3 separate regions of the Mus musculus genome follow, and all the other regions are linked to region 1. Evidence: chromatin contacts called from public capture Hi-C and promoter capture Hi-C data. All regions are on one chromosome and are shown on one strand. The core of a region is the stretch at or near the end of the contact, and the rest is flanking DNA. Distances in the headings are between cores, read along the strand shown. Region 1 holds the start of Ly6h (lymphocyte antigen 6 complex, locus H). Region 2 holds the start of Gsdmd (gasdermin D). Region 3 holds the start of Zc3h3 (zinc finger CCCH type containing 3).

Region 1 (2,665 bases), core at 51-2,550:
CTTGGCTAATCTTTCTGTCTTTGTTGGATTCTTACACTTTGGGGCATTTCATGTAAATAAAAGGGTGTGACATGTAGGGTGTTTGTTGCTTCCCCCCCGCCCCCCCAGATTTCTTTTTCAGTGATCACCTCCTTTTCCTGGGAGTCCTTTTAAGGCCTGCATTGGTCTTTTTTCATGTGAGCGAAGTTTCTTTCTGTCAGGTAAACTTGCGGTTTGGCTTGGGGTTGTGTGTTTCTTCTTCTAGCATGTCTTAATAAGCACATTGGCTTTGTGTTCGAGGAGGTTTGTTAGTGTTGAGGGAAATCTAGTCAGGCCGCCTGCCTTTTCAAGCTGCGGCATGATGAACAGGGGTTCAAGGACCATTTACTCCCCTAAAAACACTTCTTACCTAGAAGCCTCACCAAGCCTCTGCTCTGCAAGAATCCATACTATAGCTCAGCCTGTCAACCTGAGTGCAGGCTCAGGCACAGCTGCTCTCACCCCAGTCTGATGGCAGGCTGGCTCTGGGCTCCACAATGGAGTGGAGTGCGGGACTTCTTTTGCAGAGAATTGTGTATGAACTAATTCTTATCCTCGGCACTCTCTTCATCTAGATCCCTTCTTCAAAGTGTCTAGTCCCTCTATTCCTCAGCACTTGTGAACTACTCAAGTGCTCACGCTGTTTGATCACCTGGTGACTTGTGTGACCCTGGGCAGGAGGAGGCTCTATTGCTAAGTGTTCTCCTTACCTGTAACTCAACACCGAGACACCAAGGCAACATGCATCTATAATGTGCTGTTTAGATCAAAGAGAACAGACTATACGCTCAGACTGACAGCAGAGGTTGTCACATCTAGCAAGGACTTGGTATTAGTGACAGTCATTTGTCTGGTATGAGGTTCTGTGGTGGGGGTGGGGCGGGCGGGCAGAATCCAAGGTGTGCTAGCTGCTTTTTCCAGGGCCTAGGGTTTTGAACACGGAACACCTTTCCTCCTGTGTGACAAGGGAGCGAAGGGAGCTGTGGCTTACCCTGAGCCCAAGAGAGCTGGAAGGGCAGGGGGGGAGCAGGAGCCCAAGGTGTGAACCTGGTGTGATCCTTACACAGGGGCCAGGATTGTCATCTCTGTGTGTGGGTGTGGTTGGTAACAAAAGTCCCTAGGGCTGAGTTGCCGGTGGGCGTCGTCATGGGCACTCTTAGGAGTAGAATTGGCTGGAACTATCGGATGCGAGGTGGATGCTGGGGAGGGAGGAGCCCCAAGGCTGGGCGTCTGAACCCCACAGCCCTACCTCTCCGCTTCCCTCTTTCGCTGCGTCTTTGTGCATTTTGCTTCCTTTAGCAGCCAAAGCTCTTCCGAGAATCTGCAAGGGACCTCGGCCAAGCAGAGTGGGAGGATCCTCCCACGCCGGGTAGGGAGGTGGAAAAGGGTGGGGGGCTGCTGCGGCGGGAGCAGGAGCGGGAGACCTAGAAGGGGCGTTGCGCGCGGACGAAAGGCGCCGAGGCCGGGTAGGGCGACCTGCTGAGTGGCCTCCAGCCCTGGGCGCCCCCCACCCCGCGCGTCTCCCAGCTGTGCGAGGCCCCCGCCCCGGTTCCGCCCCGCCCCTCGCGCGGGGTCCGCGTCTGCGGCTGCGTTCCCCGAAAGACGAAGCTGCGCCCCGGTTCCGGTCCGCAGGGAGACCGAAGGGCATCGCTCCCCGCGCCGTGCCCGCCGCTGAGCCCGGAGTGCGGACACCCCAGGGATGTGAGTGCGCCCCCCACCCCGAGGCCCGCACTCCACGCCCCGATTCGCGGTGAGCGCCGAGGCGCGCGCGCGGGGACCAGGGGAGGGGACTCGGCGCGGGGTTCCCGGCCCCCCAGCCCAGGGGTGGGGACGAGGACGGGGACGCGGCGCGCAACCCTCCCCCGCCGGCAGGTAAGGTGCGCTCCCTCCTCCCGCTTTTCCTGTCCGGACGCACCTACAGCTCCTTGGGGAGAGAAGACAATCTCCCCACGCAGGTGCAGGGCGAAGGCTGCGGGGACCTCGGGTGGCCACCTCACCGGAGAGGGCAGACCTCTTTTCCCTGGAGGGGAGGCTGTGATGGTGGATGCTCCCGGTGATGGGTTGGGGGTGGGGCATTGCGAGCTCCTGGACCTCCCCCCCCCCCCCCGCGCGCTTTTGATTCCTGGGGGATGGTTACATCTTCAGGCCAGAAAAGGGAAGGGTGTTTAGGGTTGGGTCCTCTGACCGAGGCTATTCCCCTCCAGGCCTGCGCCCCAGAGGACCCCCGCCTGCAGCCCCCGCGCCTCTTTCAGGCCCTATCGGAGCATGCTGCCTGCAGCCATGAAGAGCCTCGGTCTGGCGCTGCTGGCCTTGCTTCTCTGCCCCTCGCCGGGTGAGTCGGGGGCCCGCGGGGAGGGGTCATATCACGGGAAGCACCACTCTTAGATCTCAGCTCCAGCCACCGGGGGCTCTCCCCACACTCGAGGGCATCCAGCGCCTTTCCACCTTTCTTCTAGTACTGCGCAGATGTCCCTCATTCTCAGAGGTTCAGCGAGCTTCCTATTAAGTCGGGTGGACCTTTCCTGTCTTGGAACCTACCTATCTTTGGGGGTGCTGTGTGTAGGAGTAAGAGGATGCGGGAGGCAGGATGTGTAGGCACAGCACAGGGTCAACCTGGAGGCCCACTCTGGGTCTTGTGGGAGTGAAC
Region 2 (2,665 bases), core at 50-2,549, 300 kb before region 1:
AGAAGATACCTGGTTCTGGAGCACTGGGCTCCAGGATGTCCTTGATTGACAGGTTGACACATGAATAACGGGGTTTCCAGAACCTTGAGCTTGAAAATTTCCTGTTCAGAAGGCAGTAGGGCCTGAAGCTGGTGGAGTTCCGCAGGCTGTCCACCGGAATGAGATCGCCTCTGCTGCCGCTTACCTCCTTGATCACATTCTTGACCACTTTCTCAAAGGCCGATGGCATGGTCCTGGGGGCAGACGGCAGGGCTCCGTACTTAGTTCCTCCAGCACTCAGGAACCCCATCCCTTCAAAGTAGCCTTGCCTTGTTAGTCCTGGCACATTCCTGCCCGACCAACACAACACAGACACGATTCACTCCGTGGCTCGCCTATCTGTCTCTCCTTGGGGCCACAGCACTTAGGAGGAAGAGGAGGAGGGGGAGGGGGAGGGGGAGGGGGAGGAGGAGGAGGAGGTAGTCTGTAGTAGGTCTATACTATCTACATCATTAATTACTGTGCATAGCCTTTGGCCAATTGCTAAAGTCTAAGATACCTTGTTGCTCTCCCTGGCTGAGGGCCAAGGCTGGGGAAGGAACACAAGCCCCCACTTCTAAGGGATTTAGCACAGGAGCCCACAGCAAAGCCAGTGTTCCAGGGCTCAGTGGTTTCCTCCAGGGCTCTCATGTACAGCTCTGTGAGCTACCTGACCTGATTGAACTTTCATGGGTCAGAGGCCAAAACAGGCCTGGGACAGACAACCTGGGCACTGTGGAGGAACAACTCTACACCTAGGAAACTGGGTCTCTGGGCTAACGGTGGAGAGTGAGGCAGGAAGGCCCTTGGTGATCAGGGAGGGACTTATGGGTCAAGGAATCATCCCAGAAGCCTAGAGAGTCCCCCCTCCTTCCCCTCCCCCCACTCGGTCCCCTCTTCCCGCCCCAGTGTCAAGTCCAAACCAGGCTTGTCCCACTGTATCACTAGTGGGTGACCTCCATAGAGGGTAGACCCTAGCTGCTAGGGCCCCTTCAAACTGTCTTCAAGGTATAGTGGGGCTTCTGGGAAGGGCTAAATCCCCAACTCAACAAGCAAGCATCCAGGCCATAGCGTAGACCACACTAGATAGAGGAGGGGCGGCTGGGCTCTGGAAGAGCTGGGTAGCAGGGTGGCTCACCTCGATTTTTCACCCCTGCCGAGGTATCTGGGTCCACCAAGCGAAGCGAGGACCTGCTGGGATGCCGGGGAGGGGTCTATTGTCTGCTCAACCCGGGAGCAACGGGAGCCACGACCAAGAGCGGAACTCAGGCGGCAGGACACAAAAGTGAAACCGTAAAGCTTCAGCCCGACGTAGCGGGCGCGGTGCTTTCAAGGAGCCCTCCCTCCCGGAACAGCTGCGCAGCCTGCCCTAGCCTCCTCCTCCTCCTCCTCCCCGGAGCCCGCCTGGGCTTCGGGAATTCCCTGCGATCCGGGAGCTTCGCTTTCTTCTAGTTCGGGTTCCTCCAAGTTCGCAGCGCTTCCCCCCCACCCCGCCCCCCTTTGGTTTTTTTTTTTCGAGACAGGGTTTCTCTGTGTAGCTCTGGCTGTCCTGGAACTCACTCTGTAGACCACGCTGGCCTCGAACTCAGAAATCCACCTGCCTCTGCCTCCCAAGTGCTGGGATCAAAGGCGTGCGCCACCACCACCAGGCTTCACTTATTCTTTCTTAAACACCTGGGCCATAGTAAAAGATCTGAATGGACTTCTCTAGGAATACACAACTGAACCAGTTGCCAGCAAGCACACCATTAGTTATCAGGAAAATGCAAATCAAAACTAGATAGCATCAAAGCTACTCTGCTGGCTGACATCCTAAGTAAATAGCAGTAAAGCAAACCCCATGGTCCTTGCAGACAGGAAATTGAAAACAGAGCTGCTCTAGAATACATCCACAATTTTTCAAACGGGTGAATGTAGAGTTACCAGGTGACCTAGCAATTGGACTTGTAGGTGCATATCCAAAGCAAGAGGTCATCTTGGGGTTGTGGCTATCAATGGTGAAGTGTTTCTCATACAGCAAACAGAAGGTCAAACAGATATGCCTACACCAATGTTTGCTGTAGAGTTTAAATTTTCCTCTTGAGATTTTAAAAACTTATATCCCACGTGTGGGAGTGTTTTGTCTGCATATATGCAAGTGCACCATATGTGGGTGCCAGGACTTGAGTCCCCGTCCTCTGTAAGAGCAGCAAGTGCTCTTAACCCCTGCACCATCTCTCCAGTTTCCATGGTAACATTTTAAAGAGTCAAGCAGATAACCCTCAAGTGACCTGAATGACAATCAATTCATACATAGATTAAAATTTTGTCCAGTTCTGGGCCCTGCACACACTAGGCAAGAAAGCCCCCTATGACCAAGCTCTGTCACCAACCCTCAATAGGGCGCTTGCATGGCTACTGAGAAGCTTGAGTACACCTATAAGACACATTGCAGAATGTGGATAAACCCTGAAAACACGGCCACAAGCGGAAGAAGCCAGACCAAAACTAATCCAAGCCAACCAACCAACCAACCAACCAAACAAACAAACAAACAAAAAAATGACACATCACTGTGCAAGCCATTTTGTATGAAATCCCCCAAGTAAGCCAACTGTTCATGGTTGCCAGTGTCCTGGGGTGTGGGCAGTAGCCACACGAGTTTATT
Region 3 (2,665 bases), core at 85-2,584, 270 kb before region 1:
TCCAGAGCACCTGCCTGTCTCTAGAATGCTAGGATTAAATGTGTGTCCCATCACTGCCCGGCCTGCCCGGCTATCTACCCTCACTTCTTCTTTTTTTTTTTTTAAAGATTTATTTATTTATTATATGTAAGTAAGTACACTGTAGCTGTCTTCAGACACTACAGAAGAGGGAGTCAGATCTTGTTACAGATGGTTGTGAGCCACCATGTGGTTGCTGGGATTTGAACTCCGGACCTTCGGAAGAGCAGTCGGGTGCTCTTACCCACTGAGCCATCTCACCAGCCCCTACCCTCACTTCTTAATGCTTGTCTTACAGGTATTCACTATCAAACCCAGCTTCTAGAACTTCTTTTTCAGGCGTAACAGTAGACTATGCAGATGTAGCTCACTGGTAGAGGCTTGGCCGGACTTGAGGCCTTAGGGCTCCAAAGATACTGCACATTCCTACATAGTGGCACACTCTTAATTGCAGCACTTGGGTGGCAGAGGCAGGCAGATTTCTGAGAGTTCCAGGCCAGCCTGGTCTACATAGGGAATTCCAGGACAGACAGAGGTACATAGCGAGATTCTGTCTCTAACAAAACAAATCACTGGATAATATCCCATTTCCATGTAAACAGTCATTCGGGTTAGCTATTATAAATAATGACATACAAATATGTTAGAATCGGTGTTTTCTACGCGTTGGTTATACACCTAGACGTGGGACTGTCTGATCACGTGGTAACTACCGTGAGTTTTTTTTTTTTTTCAGTATTTTCTAGAGGTTGCAGCCTTTCCTACTAAATGCCCTCAAGAATTTTCTTAACACCTGTAATCATCCGAAAAAAAAAATTGCCTCCGATTCCTTTTCGCTGTTCTCGTGCTGCTGCGGCAGCAAAGGCGTTAAAATGGCATCCCTTTGATTCCAGGTCCGGAGGCAGAGGAAAGAGAACTTCCGTAAGTTCGAGGCCAGCCTAGTCTACATAGCGAGTTCCCCAGTTATGTTTCTCTCCAGCCAGAAATACATCCTGTCTCAAACAAATAAATTGATAAAAGGAATTCCTGGGTCTAGGGGAAACTGTTAGCAACCTATCTCCTCCAAGTCTTCCGAGGAACCCCCAGCGGTGGAAATGATGCGCAGGAATTGGTGCAGAAGCCAGATTGCGGGCCACTTCCGGGCGCTTCAAGATGACGGATTTTTCTCGTTCTGCGCATGCGTCCTTCCAGGGTTGCCGGGGCGACGGTGCCTTCCAACCCCGTGTCCACGCATAGTGAAGTTCGGCGTTCTCTCCTCCCCGCCTGCGGGGACCAGTCGCGCGGCGATGACGTCGAGGGGGTCTGGCTAGGCGTCGCGGACTCCGGAGATGGAGGAAAAGGAGCAGCTGCGGCGGCAGATACGCCTCCTGCAGGGTGAGCTGGCTGCGGTCGGGCCGTGTGTTCCCTTGTTTCTTGTGATCGCCGTAGACCCTCTCCGAAGCGAGTGCTGTCGGTTGCGGTCTCCCGATGGTCGTCATGGGTGGGCATCGGAGCGGCCGAGTCGGGTTCGGCCCTCGCGTGACAGACCCGCCAGGCTTCGGGGCGAGGGAGCGGGCCGGGCCTCCAAGGGGCTGTCAGGAGATGATAGCACGGTGGTCTTACCAGCGAGTGGTCGCGGCAGCCGACTTCCAGGTTCGGCTGGCTCGGAAGCGTTTCTCTTCCGCTGCCGTTGAGTGCCTTTGGCTCGATTCAGGCACAGCCCCCACGTACTCAGGGCTGACTACCCAGGCACCAGCTTCAGCTTCAAATGTTTAGACTCAAGTTGGTCTTTATAAGCGTTCATATCGTTTTCAAAGTTTCCCCCACAAAAGCATGTCCTAAGGAGAGTCCAAGTGGCCTTCCTATTTGAGACTACTTCGTGCGTTTCCCTAACACCCGACCGGAGGTGTCTGGCAGGATTCGAGGGTCGAGGCAGGCCCTGTGTGTGTGTGTGTTTGGTTATTGGGGATCCAGCGAGCCTGCTGGCGTTCCTTCACTCTTCTTCCAGGGCTCCATGAGTCACTTCATTGGAAAATCCTTGTGGTGGTGGTATCAGGTGTTTTTCTGTAGGAGATGATGTTAGTTAGCTGTTGGGTCATCATTGTGTTTTTGTTTTTTTGTTTTTTATTTCTGTCTGTCACGTACTGGGTTAGAGAAGCGTCAGTTCTGAGAAGACAGTTATGCACTATGGTGCAGTCCTGCAATTTTCCCCGTGAGTGGGTAAACTACAGGGCCTCAGTGGAAGACTTGTCCAGTTCTTACCCAGGCACCACAGGTTTCTGGTCCCTGACTGTTTTTTTTTGTTTTTTTGTTTTTTTTTTTGGTTTTTTTTGTTTTTTGTTTTTTGTTTTTTTTGTTTTTTTTTTTTTGGTATAGGGAGTGACACTTGCTCTCAGAACATTGTAGATCTCATAGGCCAGGGGGTAGAAGCAGTCATACCACAAAAGCTGCCATCTTCAGGATAAGCAAGCCAAATACTAATAGTGATGGAGAAGTGCTCACAGAATTGACAAGCCTAGAGATTTGGACTGAACTTTACATGGTTTCCAGTCACTTAGGACTGCTCTCAAGTCAGCAAGGCGAGCAGGTCTGGAGTATTAGGGTAGGGGTAGTAGTCTTGATTGGTGCTGTTTTTATTCACATCTCCTAGGTAACTGAGCGTGTGATT

What was found. Capture Hi-C pulls out chosen DNA fragments and counts their contacts.
Region 2: a promoter capture Hi-C map of pancreatic islet shows a contact between it and region 1. The contact joins the promoter of Gsdmd here to the promoter of Ly6h in region 1. A contact is called at or near these places in 3 of 39 promoter capture datasets (cranial neural crest, hippocampal neurons and pre-B cells) and 1 of 9 other capture datasets (pancreatic islet).
Region 3: a capture Hi-C map of embryonic stem cells shows a contact between it and region 1, with 2.8 times the contacts expected there. The contact joins the promoter of Zc3h3 here to the promoter of Ly6h in region 1. A contact is called at or near these places in 3 of 39 promoter capture datasets (embryonic stem cells, hippocampal neurons and pre-B cells), 13 of 484 Hi-C or Micro-C datasets (the HL-1 cell line, cerebellar granule neurons, cortical neurons and 3 more), 4 of 115 datasets of contacts at active chromatin or transcription factors (astrocytes, embryonic forebrain, embryonic stem cells and 1 more) and 1 of 9 other capture datasets (embryonic stem cells).

Annotation. Positions count from the first base shown.
Region 1 is chr15:75,565,817-75,568,481 of GRCm38.p6, reverse strand. It overlaps Ly6h (lymphocyte antigen 6 complex, locus H), which reads left to right and starts at 1,300. Exons shown (of 4, transcript NM_011837.3): 1 at 1,300-1,719; 2 at 2,223-2,350. The coding sequence starts at 1,718.
Region 2 is chr15:75,860,973-75,863,637 of GRCm38.p6, reverse strand. Gsdmd (gasdermin D) reads right to left here and starts at 1,299. Exons shown (of 11, transcript NM_026960.4): 1 at 1,157-1,299; 2 at 10-233. The coding sequence starts at 229.
Region 3 is chr15:75,840,577-75,843,241 of GRCm38.p6, reverse strand. It overlaps Zc3h3 (zinc finger CCCH type containing 3), which reads left to right and starts at 1,334. Exons shown (of 12, transcript NM_172121.1): 1 at 1,334-1,392. The coding sequence starts at 1,347.